2 separate regions of the Anser cygnoides genome follow, and region 2 is linked to region 1. Evidence: chromatin contacts called from public Hi-C data. All regions are on one chromosome and are shown on one strand. Each heading gives the region's core, a stretch centred on a gene start, on an enhancer-like site or on the middle of the called end of the contact. The rest is flanking DNA. Distances are from core to core; before and after follow the strand shown. Region 1 overlaps ZMIZ1 (zinc finger MIZ-type containing 1). Region 2 overlaps ZMIZ1 (zinc finger MIZ-type containing 1).

Region 1 (6,264 bases), core at 1,371-3,870:
ATAATAATGATAAAGATCACAAACATGACAGGTACACAAACATAATGGGAAATGAAATGTTTTCTAAAAAAAAAAAAAAGCTCGAAAGCACACGTTTCTTAAAGAAAACAGGTACTTGTAATTCTAAATACAAACTGAAGGATACCTTTATGTTTTGTTTTAGAAACAGCAGCTTAAGTCTTTCGTTCATCTTCAGACCTTTTTCTAGGAGGAAGAAATACAATTTGGTGCGTGGCCAGCTGTATATAAATCATGTGCAAGTTGTGCCATCGTTAGGTAGGAATAAAACTGCGGTTGATATAATTGGAAAGGTCTAATGTATACAGTGTTCAGAGAAGGAGAGGGAAGTTTTCAAATGCTATCACAGAAAATAAAGGTTATGTACATCCAAATGTAAAGTAAAACATAGCAATGTATTTTCCTATGTCAATAATTGGAGAGAGAATAATACTAAAAAAACCCACCCGACTACTCAAAAGATACTGTAAGACGATCTGTGAAGCTGTATATTTATATAAATACAATTTGAAACTATTAAAAATTTATTTAAAGATAACATAGCTTCTTATGAGACTTTTATTATTTCTGTGGATTATTTTACTCCATATGGTCCTCCTGTTCCTCAAGCAGCTTTAATAATTAATGTAGTACAGTCACCATACGTATTTTCAATCTTTTATTTTGATTCTATAGCAGTGCGTTCCAATTCATTTATATTCGAAGCAGCGATCTTTTTTTCTTTGGGTATGTTACTGATACTGAGGCCTCATGATCGGGGAGAAGTGCACAGAAATTAGATTTCAAATCCCTTTCCTTCCTTACAGTTGAACTTGGACTTTAGAGCCCTTTGTTAAAGATCCCTATAAAGGCACATGAATAGATACGGTTTTGTTGGAGAAAATGTCACCATATTCAGCTCACTCTCCTCTCAAATGAGAGAGGTGTCGAAAGCTTTTGCAGGGTTTGAGCTCAGAGGTGCCGGTGCTGGCATTGCTCATCCTCTGTAATTGGAGGCAGTGGCCAGTCACACCCAGCAGCAAGGAGGCGTTCGTTTGCTCAGGCTGCGTACACTGAGGTACACAAGCTGGTCTGAGTTGTTTGTCAGTACTTCTGCAGATGAATGTGAATTTAAGCTTGCTTTTAAAATGTAAAAATTTTATGTTTTATGAAAATGCATGTCATGTCCTTTACTCCTCAACAAAAGTTCAAATACCCACTTCGGTGAAGGCTAACATTGCTGCATATATAAGCCACTTTAAGATGTGGACATCCCAACTTGGTAACATACTGTATCTGAGACGAGCAGATTTACAAAAGAATAATGAAAAAGTAGGGGGGACTTATTTGTGCTGTGCAGTGCATTAGCAAAAAAAAAAAAAAATAATAAGACCCACAGATTTTCAGCTGTCTGTCCCACAAGCACATCAAAGGATCAGTTGTTTATTCTTTGGTATCTTTGGGTGGCTGTGACAGATCGTCAGGCAACCCCTTCTGTTGTAACACAGACCAGATGTGAACCATTTTACAGAAAATGCTGGAGAAGTTACTTTTCGTAATCAGTGGCAGCAGGGCCACACAGACTTCAGCTGTACTTTTAAGTCTCCTTCTCTCTCTTCCTTCAGCTTAATACCATGAGGGTACTAGCTCAAAAACTGATAACTTCTACTTAGCAAAAAGGTTTCGTAAGCTTTATGCAGTATGGCAGAGTGGTGATTTTCCTGAGTACTGAAACAAAACATGCACATGGAGAGCAGAGATATCCACAGCAGCAGACTTAAACATATGCTTGTAAAGTAATGTGGATATCGAAAGTTACATAAGCATAACCATACACCCACACAACTTACAAGACTAGACTTATTTTCAGCTGTCTTATTATCAAAATTGCAATTTATATAACATTATGTGAGTTAAAGGAATTTATGAAGCAGAATTCCAGAATTGTTTTAACTTTCCTGTTTCTATAAACTTTCTCTCTTTTCACCTTCAGACTTGTTTCCATCGTAGCAAGCAGAACAGTAACTCAGCCTGCGTAAGAAATATCTTGTGGAAAGGCCTGAAACGTGGAAGCACTGCAGAAAGCTGTTTTAGCATTTGTTGTTAAGCTAGTTACAAAATGTTTCCTTCAGACCCAGTCAGTCATAAGGCTGCTGGCAGTCACCTGCTGAGCACCCTGTGAGGAGCTCCGCACGCTGCTGTCCAGTGCTGCCCAGGCCCTGCGCAACGTGGCGGAGGTGCAGGCCTCAGCCCCAGGCAGTTCGCTTTCCTGGACGGAAAACAAGTCCATTTTCTGGGAGGAGCACGATGCAGGTATTCCCAAAGACTACGAGCGTTAATCTCTTCACGTGGCTTTGTGAACCCGGGCTTGGTTCTTTATTTGTGTACAGCTCTGTTAGGCAAAACCGTGGCGCAGTTGCTGCGAGCATGCGCGTGGGTGTTCGCGCTCAGGGCTCAGCCTCTCTGGAGGCACATGCGGGAGCTGGGACCAGTGGGACATTTGTATGCCTTGCAGGGTCTTGCAGGCAAGCTCCGTCCTCCTGGGGCTAACTGCAGCCGTGGTTTTATTTTCCCTGCTCCGGCCGAAGGGGTTTGTGTCCCACGCTTGCGACTGGAACGTGGCTTTGGTCAAAGATCACGGTCCTAAGCTGTGACATTTGGGTGCGTTACAGCTCCGGCTGAATAAAACCCGCTGCCTTCTCTTGTTCGAGCGGTGCGAAGTTAGCTGGGTGTTTGAGTATAAAGGAGTTCACCATTATAAAACCGGGCAATCTGCAGAGAATGAGGAAGCTGAGCGCAAGCCTGCAAGCACAGCTTGTGTACATATTTGTTGAAAGCTAATTGGCAACGCAGTTGCCTTTCAAAGTTGTTCTTTCACCTATCAGTAGAGCACAACTCTGGTACTTAATGTACTGTTGATTACGTAAACACTACCCTGAAATATTTGTACAGGCAATTAACTCTTGTTTTTACACTACTTTGAGTTACAAATGGAATCTTGCTGCAGAGCTTGGAATAATTCTGTTCTGAGCTATATTTCATAATTAAATTAAATAATACTTTCGTCCAACTGGCGCACATTGAGAAAAACAAGGGGTTGGTTATGCTGCGGGGAGCTGACAGTCTTTAAAATTCAGTATCCAAGAAACACTGACACAGTTTGTACCACATTGTTGAGGAAAAATGTTATTCACAAGAATTTTATCTGGAACAAATGTCTGCCTCCTGTTGGGTTGTGGTGTTTGAAGACTGCAAATGCTTATATAAGTAACGTTGGTCTGTATTTTCTATGGTTTCTGATGAAGCAGCTCAAGGCACACATGCGGCATAGGATTGTTGTTATCAGAACGATGTGCTGGTCTCATCTAACATGGTGTTGATCACTCTAAGGATACTTACGTAGACACATATTTATTTTTCCTCCCTCTTGCTCTTCTCAGACTTGGTTATCTTACAGATATTTTTGTCCCTGGTGAAACTAAGTCAGAGCTCTACAATTTGTGCCGAATAATAAATCTACTAAAATGTAACCAATTGGTAACAACAGTCTTAAAGCTAGTCCTTCATCCTCTAGAGTTTATTCACAAGTACTTGACCTAATACGACCATGAACTTGAATAAAATGTTAATAGATTTTATTGCAGTTCCTAGCGTGACTTGCTGCCATGATAATAAACCAACATTTATAACATCAATGGCTGTAGCACATTGGTGCTTAACAGAAGTGTAGATAATATGCTCCCTGAAGGTGTGGTGAGGGACTGCTTAAATTAGTTCAGCAGTACTTTACATATAATCTAACAGGCTGAAGGAGGTAGAAAATAAAACTAAATGAATCAAAACCCCCTGCATACCTTTCTTGTATGAAGACCTCACAACTAGATTAGGTTGCAGTTGATTGCACTTTTTTCTGACAAAACTATTTTTAATGCGTTGCAGAGCAGTGCAAAAGCGTTGGTGCTAATGGCTAAATGTACAGGCATCAGCCCACTTGCAAGTTTTGGGTTTGTTCTCTAAACGGTCCAAAACAATTGCATCTATATTCAGATAGTCTTCTGTCTTTTGCTATATTTTTTTTTTCATTCCTGTAAGAACTTCTCCAGTGCAGAGTCTTCTTTAGTTAGAAATACAGGAAATGTTAAGAAAGTTACCTAAGACCGGTCTCTCCACAGTCTCTTTCAGATTTTACTTCCTCAGTTGTCTAGTAAAATGTCCTTGACACAGGGAATCACAGTTCTGTCTCTTTTTACATCCTTTTGTTCACTAAGTTTTGTTAAGGATTCTTCCATCTTTATCCAACTTTGACATGCATGGAGTCATGCTATTTGGAGGGAAGAAGTAGGTGTAAAGAACAGTTTTTGAAATGCCTGATTTCATACACAGCCCCTCTTTCTGTGAGATAGAAACAAGCTAGTGGTAAGTATGGATGAAATCAGAAGAATGCTGCAATTATTGATGATTTTCAGTAGCATCTAGAACTTCTCTCATATTCCTACAAAGCCTACTGTAGAAAATTAAAGAAAGACATTTGATGAAGCATTACCTACTTGCCAGAGACAGGAGCAGCCATAATGCCTCCATCCAGTTGTCTTCTGGGGCCTGCGTTTGTTTATTGAAGTGATGCTAGAAAAATTATAAAGAAATCACTTACCTTAGGGGAAAACGTTGGTTTCATGTTTCTTCGCTTTAGAACTTTTAAACAAGTACTTTGTGTAAAAATGAGTAGATTTATGTTTAATATGCAGGACAAGATTTGTAGGTAGAAGGTTTTAATTTTTATCAGGTCAGCTGTTGTACTTAGAAAAATCAACTTTCGTGGACATGAATATTTCTTCAGACTGACGTTTTAATGAAGCAACTAAGCGTCACTCATTTCAGGTTGACAGTCTAACCCGTCTCAGTTAAATTTCTTAATCCAAGGTCAGTAGTCTTCAGTTCTTAGTGAGTGTTGCAATCTGTAAAAAGGCCAGGGAGTTCGTAATCTGATCTTCGTGACTAGCTAGGAAGGAGGTTGCAGCCTTGAAAGAAGCTGAAGCCTACCGTAGAAGTCTATTTTTGAATAAATGAGTATGATTGGATCGTAGTGGGAAATGCAACATTTTCATATGCATTTTAATTTGATGTATGATTTAATCATGGCTGCTCCAATGATTTTTGAAAATGTCAGCTGTCATTGTAATTCAATTTCTTCGTTTCTACAGCGTGCCTGCCATTCTTTCCTAGATGGTTGACGCTGCCCCAGCGTCAGGCTTCTCTCCTGGTCTTTTCACTGGTCTGCGTTAGCAGGGTTGGTAAACGACCATTACTTGAACTTGTAAGACAAATGGTATAAACAGAGGTGAATGAACTGGAAGCTTGTGGTTGTTTGCAGGGACTCAGAATCCGATCTGTAGTTTATCCATTTGAGTCTTCCTTTAGTGAACTACTGTACTACGCTGGCTTTCAGGGGAGAGCATGTTTTTGTTGGTTTTCATGCTAACTGTAGCTAGGAGCTAGTGACATTTGGTGCAGTGTTAATTCATACACCGCGGCAAATAACAGTAGCAAATTTTTATCTTGCGAACTTTTATCTTGCCTGGCTTCCTCTGTCACCAGTTTTCACTCATTGTCACTCTTAGGCGTAATTTCCAGTAAGCTGTAAGAGCTGGCTGAATTAATGTTTTTGGAGCCCGGGTTGCGCGGTTGCTGGGCTATTTTTCTTACTGATAGATTTGTATGACATGCTTATAACAAGTAAATGGTTAAAAAATGTTTTACTTTGTTTTTTCTCTTTTCCCATGGAGACAAAATATCTAAAGCACATTAATCTGTGTGTCTGACTCAGGTATGGTGGATTTCAAAACTAGGTAAACTGTAGCGCTCAGTCCCCCCTCCTCTTTTCTCCACCCCCACATCCAGAGAAAGAAGTAACCTAGTATCTGAAGAATGCAAGTTATGCAGATGTTCAAAAGGCCAAATAAAACAAATAGATGGGCTGCAGCTGCTAGAACAGCATAAAGCTAAGAACATTTGCTGCTGTGATGAGAATGCTGTATTTCAGCATGCCTGGCTTTTGCCCGTTTGAGGAAAATAGCACGGTGAATTAGTTTAACCAGTTTTTATCTTACTGTGATTGCTTTCATGATTGTCAAGATTTCAAAAAAAAACCCCACAGCTTTTAATGAGAAAACGGGAGAATAAGTGGCACTATCCTTTCATGGGAAGGAAAGGGGAATTCTACAAAAGCATGAATGTTGTGCTTTGTTCCTAATCTTTCAGTGAGAGGTG
Region 2 (6,398 bases), core at 3,647-6,146, 51 kb before region 1:
GCACTATTTTTTAACCTTTGGATACCTGGGGTCAGTGCTACCCGTATCTGCAGTGGTGTCTTCACAGGCATGACACTGGACATGGACACCTAAGAGAGCTCTCACGTCTGTTTGCCCTGTAGCTGGGGGTACTAGACGCATGCAGGTAAACATCTTAGCGAGCTGAAATGAGCCAAGGGGAGGGCAGCGAGGCTGCTGTTGTGAAGCTCCCGGGGTCTGCCATGGTGACTAAGACGGCTTGATAGCTTCCTTATTGGCCACCATCTGCCTGCTGCCGGCTGGGCTCCGAGCAAGGCGAGCAGCACAAGGGGAGCAGCGTGGGCGCCGGCACGGCCAGGGGCTGGCTGCTGCTGGGGGGTGCTGGGCAGCGTGGTGGTGAACAGCAAAGCATAATGCTCCCGAGGCTTCTGGTCACAGTTGTGTGACACTTCTGTCATTAGGTTTGTTAAATCACTTGAAAATGAAATAAAATGAATTCTAAGAGATGGTGTTTTCATTTTATTAAACTTTGTATCCTGAGTGCGTAGATAAATTATTCTCTCAGTGTGTGAACCCCTCGTGAAACCTTTTGTGGAAGAAAGTCCTGTACTCATGCCTATTTTTGGAGTACTACTCCTCTGAAAATTCCACCAAAATTTCTAATATTTTTGGTATTCTGTGGTGTCATCTGTTTTAAAATGTTCATTTAAAACTTTGAATTTGGTCATCCAAAAAGGAACAGCAGCGTGTCAGCACCGAGTCTTCGTTCTCCTTTGTCTGAAACTACAGCTCCAGCCCTCAACACCTCTTTCTCAATAAAGAGAAATGTAAATCAAAAAATACTTGTAATGTTGCCAACATCTTGTCCTAGCAATATCCCAGCATACTAAATCATACAACGAAGAAACATAGTTCATATCTCCTGTCACATAAAAAAATACGTTTTTAAGTATAGCTCTGCTCTATTCATGCTCCTTCAGCGTTCATGAATTTATGCTTTGTTCTGCTGAAGACAACTTCACCTGATAAACTCCTTCTTGAAGTAATGAAGGACTGCGGAGTTAAGCTCCCCTTGTCACTGCTGCACCTGACTGAGGAATAATTTGTAACGAAATACAAATGCACATATGCTAATCTCTTGTGAAGATTGTCTGACATCTTCGTTTAGTAAGGATTAAACCCTGCAAAAGGAACACAGAGGAGGCAGGAATTCTCTGGCAGTTGATCTATTTGTGTGTTTAACGTAGAATATTTTTAGTTCGAGATACAAAAATACATACTTCTGTATCCAAAGAGACTGTTGTTTCCATTTATTTTAAAACCCTGGATGGGAAACAAGATGTTAGACCTATTATAATGCAACCCAGTAATTAACATATGTTGGCCTGCCTCTGCCAAGGCTTCCGTGTGAGTAATGCAAGTTGCACAAGTAGAGGAGTCAGGTTGTTTGTCAGCAAAGAGCCATACATACATGCATGAGTGATCAGATTGTAGAGGCATCATCTGAGGCTGGGATGGGAATCTGTGTTTGAATATAAAAGCAATTAGAGTTGTCCTCTCGGCTGCGTGAGGTTTGGAAAATTTTGGCTTTTTTCTCCTGTTGCCAATAAAAGAAATTATCCTGTGCAGGATTAAAAAAAGAGATAATGATCAATAGAAGCTTCCAAGTTTTTGGTGTGTGTTTATGTTTAATTCCCCAGTTACGGGGTGACTGGAGGGAGGAGTCTTGGGGATGCTCTCAGCAGCAGGAGGTCTCTGTCTCAGGCTCTCAGAGGTGACAGAGTGCTGCGGGCACGTCGGGTGGGTGCCGGGGCAGGGATCCTCCTTCTGTCTTCGGAGGGGCCTTCTGCAACAGAGGACGGGGGTGACTGTTGAACTAGACACGTCTTATCTGTGCTAAAAGCTAATGTAGAGGTCCTACGAGAAAGTACATCTTTATGTAAAGCACAGACTGCACGTGTTCTTTATAGATTTGTTACTTCCACCCAATGTACACCTTTTGTGGTTATGCCAGTTAGACATAGGGAGAAGGAGAGGAAAGGAGCAAAAGCTGAAATTAAAAAGTGTATGTGTGTGCATAAATGTGTCAAAATCAAGTCACAGGTAGGTCCAGATTTTGCTTGTTTCCCTCCCCCTTACCCCCCCAACCAAAAATGTATGAGTAATTAAGACCTACTTTCCTAGTAAGTGTTACGGGAAGACAAAAGATGTATTGTGCATTTAAACAAATGAAATGCGTCCTCAGAAGAGTTTGAAGGTCGTATATTCCTGAGCTCTAAAACGTGCTCCAATTAGTGCTCTATTTAAAAGCAGGCTTAGTTTGTTAACCTGGGAGCAGACAGTTGCACACCAGCTAATGGTTTAATGGGAGCTCCCACCTGGTGCCTGTTCTCTCTGTGCACTGATCTCGATGTGACCCAGTCATCTTGGGTGGAGGGACAGGGACGTGGAGGGGTAATAGGATCAGCTGACATCTACACACGTTGTAAGTATTAACCTACAGACACCGGAGGTTCTGCGGTACCTTACTGTAGTAGAGTGTAATGCATCATCACTTTTCCTTTTAGAGAATTACGTGTTTAATTTGTAGCTTCTATTTTGACACTATCTGTTAAGCTATAAATAAAGCTTGACTACAACAACGATGGCCTTCAGGCTACCTTCTGACTGTAAATTCACAATTGTTGGTTTTGACTTGTCATTTTCATGCTGTGTACCCTGGATGGTGTTGAAGAAAAGAACTTACAGAAATGTGGGTTTAGTGCTTAGAGTACTGATCGGTCTAATTTAAGATTGCCGACCTTAAAATAATCAGGCACCAGAAGCCAGGCCCATAGGATCGTTTAAAACAGTGCTAAGGTCGTCTTTGTAAGAGCTGGCTTTTGGGGCTTGTTGAGGGTTCATACTTTCAAGTTTTACCCACAGTCACAAGCGCTAGAAACTCCCTGAATAAACAGAGATGCTGTTACTATCAGTTGCATTAAGGAGTTGGGTCTTCAGTGTGTATGTGAAAATAGTACTAGACGTAGCTCCGGGACTCTGTACTTGTTTCTGTTCCGTGCTCTGTGGTGGTGGCTGCAGTTTGGCGAGGGAGCCCCATTGTGCTGCAGCCTGGGGGACGCCCTCCCCAAAGCAGGCTGCTGGCAATGCTGTGCCCCTGTTTGTCAACCTGTCCAACGTCTCGTGGCTTTCCCCCAAATGAAGCACGGACTGTGTGGGTTAAAATTTCTGGTTCTCAAATTGTTCACGTCCAGAAACCGCACTGAGAGCTTGAAGGGCAATTGTTGGGTTTAAAACCTGTTCCCCCTTCCACTGCTGTTAGTCCAAAACAGGCAGATGCAGCAGGCTTTTTGGAGATGCTGAAAAAACTGGCTGCTCTAAGGGGGAAAATTGCTGGCTGGGAAAAAATACAGGGTGAGAAAGGTGTAGTTGGATTTACCTCCTTGGCATTTTGGCAATAAAAAGTGAAGTTGCTGAATTTGTATTAATATACTTGTTGTGCATTTAAATACCTGTCAGAAGGCTTTGTGATCTATGGGTACTACTTCTATCTTCACTCACAAATCAGCGGATGTCCCCAGGACTGTTGGACATCCATCCTTTTGAGGCATTTATGAATAAACAGTTCTGCCTGTCGTAATTTTGGTTGGTCAAGTCCCCCTGAATTGCTGCACTCTGTGCGGTTGTGCTAACACTTAAATACTGCCTGTGAGGAGGTTTGATTAAAATTGCATCTCTAGGTGCACGCTAAATACCTCTGATATCTCACCTACAAACAGCAGTAGAATTGTTGGTAAGAATGACAGCTGCAGGCAATAAATGAGGACAGTAATAGAAGGCTCAGTGCTGGGTAGAGCATCATAAATCATGAGGCGAGAGCAGCGAGAGCGCTGACAAATCGGCGAGCAGCTGCAAACAGCACTTTCCAGGTAAGAATTACTGCGCTCGCTCCTGATAACTGCTCAGAAACCACCTCTTCCTCGTACGTGGGCGACTTCCCCGCTGCACGGCCGCTCGCGCTGGTGCAGTCGGTCGAGCTCGAGTGTTTTTGCCTGGGAACGGGGAGTGTTTCGCCTGGTGTCATCTCCGTACTGTGTGCCGAGCCTTTGTTTTCGTCCCGGGCGTGTGCCAGTGCGAGCTGTTCCTTTCTAGGAGGAATATCCTAATGCTTTTTGCAGCTGATGAGCTGTTTTATTTAGTTTCCTCGGAGACTTTGAAGAAGTGTTTTTTGGAAGGTGGAGATAAGGGGATGTGTTTGGCTGGTTTTAAGCTAGCTTGCTTTGTTAGCCCGTGCTTTGGGGCAGTTGGGAGGAGCCTGTATGCTCCTAAACAAAATAAAAAAGTAAAAATCTGGAATAGTACAGTTCAAGTAAAGGAGATAACGATCTAGTCACCCGGAAAAAAATCTTACTCTTGCACTGTTAGAGAAATGAAAAGTATTTTAATGGAATAACGATAGGAAACAGATGGCAAAGGGCTAGCAACTGAAATGTTTTTGAACACTAAAAAATAAGTGTCAAACACATGTGCCATATTTTAATTATAGCTGAAAGCATCACGTGGCAGAACGCTTTCAAATTCTGAAGTCTTTTATGTTAATATTCAACCTTAATTTCTATTTTTTTGGTTACTGGGCATTATTCTTGGTAAATTCAAGCCTTGGGAGGGTTTGGCGGTCACAAGTTCCAGCCGCGAGCGCCGAGCCTCCAGAAGGGCGTTGCGGTTGGCGCACGTTCATGGCCGTGTGAGCGCGGGGTCTCAGAAGACTGCCTTCTGGATGCGTACGCTGTCACTTGGCTTGGCGTGAGAAGTGGGTAATGCACGCGGGCTGCTGCTGCTCGCAACCAGGATGCAGGCAGAGCAGCTAGGGCGGCGCGGTGTTGGGTGCCCTCGGGGTCACCGCCCTAGGAGCTGCGCACACACTCGAAATGCAGCATCTTGTGCACAGCGGGAGCCTTTGTGGGCGCTGCTGCTGCTGCAGGTGTGCTGGCATGAGGTGTGCCTGGTGGGGCTGTGCTTGTGTCCGCAGGTGCTCGGGGTGGAGATTGTGGTTTTAACGCGCTGCGCTTATGGTTGGACAGCAGCTGTCCTCCTCCGAGGCTTTAAGCAGTGTACTTAAAGCATACAAATAAAGCGTTCCCAGGAGATGGTCCTTTAAACAACAGTATTTACATTATTATTTACATATATGGTAATCATGGGTCTACGTAAAGCTGCAGGTCCCACTTACAGCACACACACATGTATGTACGTACGGCCCCAGAACAGCCAGCGCCAGGCTGTTTCCATGATTAGCTGGTCTTGTTTTGAAAGGCTTTCCTGCCCCGATGTTTGCTCCCGTTAAGGTCACTGGTTGTGTGACTCACGGTCAGTAGGATCAGGTCACTGACTGGGTAAAGGGCTTTGTTTTTTGGGGGAGTGTTTTTAGCCTTTGCATCGCCCTCCCCCCGCCCCAATTAAGGTTAATTATCAGCTGAGGTAGCTGCTGTTGACACGGCTGGCTGCACTGCGCCCAGCCCCTGCGCTGACCAAGGGCCACGCTGGGAACGCAGGAGGCAGGTTGGTGGGGGGCCAAAACCCCCCCAGCTCAGCTGTCCAGGCTTCCCCCGTGGTCTGAAGTCACCTTCCAGTTCCCCCAAACAACAAAAAGCATTTACACACACCAAAACAAATTGTTTTTCCAGGAACAAATGCATGTTTTTCTTCTACAGAAAAATCTTCAAAAGTTAACAGCCGTCCCAGAGAAGTTATTTTTCTATGTTCCTGTGGCATTTAGGTAACATACATAGTGCGTTCAAACGCAAGTCTTTGTGCATTTTTGTTGAAGTTTTGCTGAACTTCCATCCTCCCTTGATTTAATGCTGAAATTGCTGAAGGGTGCCATTCATCTGGCTGGTGGCACGGTGATTTTTAGAAAACAAGCGGGAGGACATGTACCTGATGGAGCTCTGTTCCTAGCAGCACAGGACTTTGGCCAGGTTGTCCCCAGCATGGCCACATCCTGCCCTTGCCGAGTCCCCATGCTGACAGGAGCCACAGAGGGGAGGTGTGTGAGTGCCCAGCCGGGTCCCATCTGTGTCATTTGTTGTGTCCTCTGGAAGATGGCGAGAAGCAGTGTGTCTTGGAGATGGTGCTGGCCATGCCATCAGCACAGGGTCACTGGGCACCAGGAAGGGAGGGTGACAAGTGAGCAAGGGGCCATCGCTACCAGATGTGCAGTGGCTTGAGCATGGGGCAGCATGCAGAACTGTTTTCCTCAGTTGTTTCTCCTGGCCAGGAGTAAGCAATATTGTTAATATTGTGGGAGCTGTACCGTGATGCCCAGTACAAGCATTGTACTCTGTGAGAAGGACGGGTGATCAGTGCTTCCATCGTCAGGCTGTGGCTTGGCCTTGTTGGGACTGCTTCAGCCTCTGGTT

What was found. Hi-C and Micro-C count contacts between places; a contact is called where the count stands out from the background.
Region 2: a contact with region 1 is called in a Hi-C map of liver, with 2.3 times the contacts expected there. The contact joins two enhancer-like sites. A contact is called at or near these places in 4 of 7 Hi-C or Micro-C datasets (granulosa cells and liver).

Annotation. Positions count from the first base shown.
Region 1 is chr7:34,191,642-34,197,905 of Taihu_goose_T2T_genome, reverse strand. The region is part of intron 2 of ZMIZ1 (zinc finger MIZ-type containing 1); the gene reads left to right. Among named protein-coding and RNA genes, the nearest start is that of ZMIZ1, 70 kb to the left of the region's middle. Within about 2 kb of position 2,620, at least 1 of the 3 cell types and tissues checked has open chromatin away from gene starts, as enhancers often do. A contact at or near this core is called in liver, where this site is marked.
Region 2 is chr7:34,244,354-34,250,751 of Taihu_goose_T2T_genome, reverse strand. The region is part of intron 1 of ZMIZ1 (zinc finger MIZ-type containing 1); the gene reads left to right. Among named protein-coding and RNA genes, the nearest start is that of ZMIZ1, 18 kb to the left of the region's middle. Within about 2 kb of position 4,896, at least 3 of the 3 cell types and tissues checked have open chromatin away from gene starts, as enhancers often do. A contact at or near this core is called in liver, where this site is marked.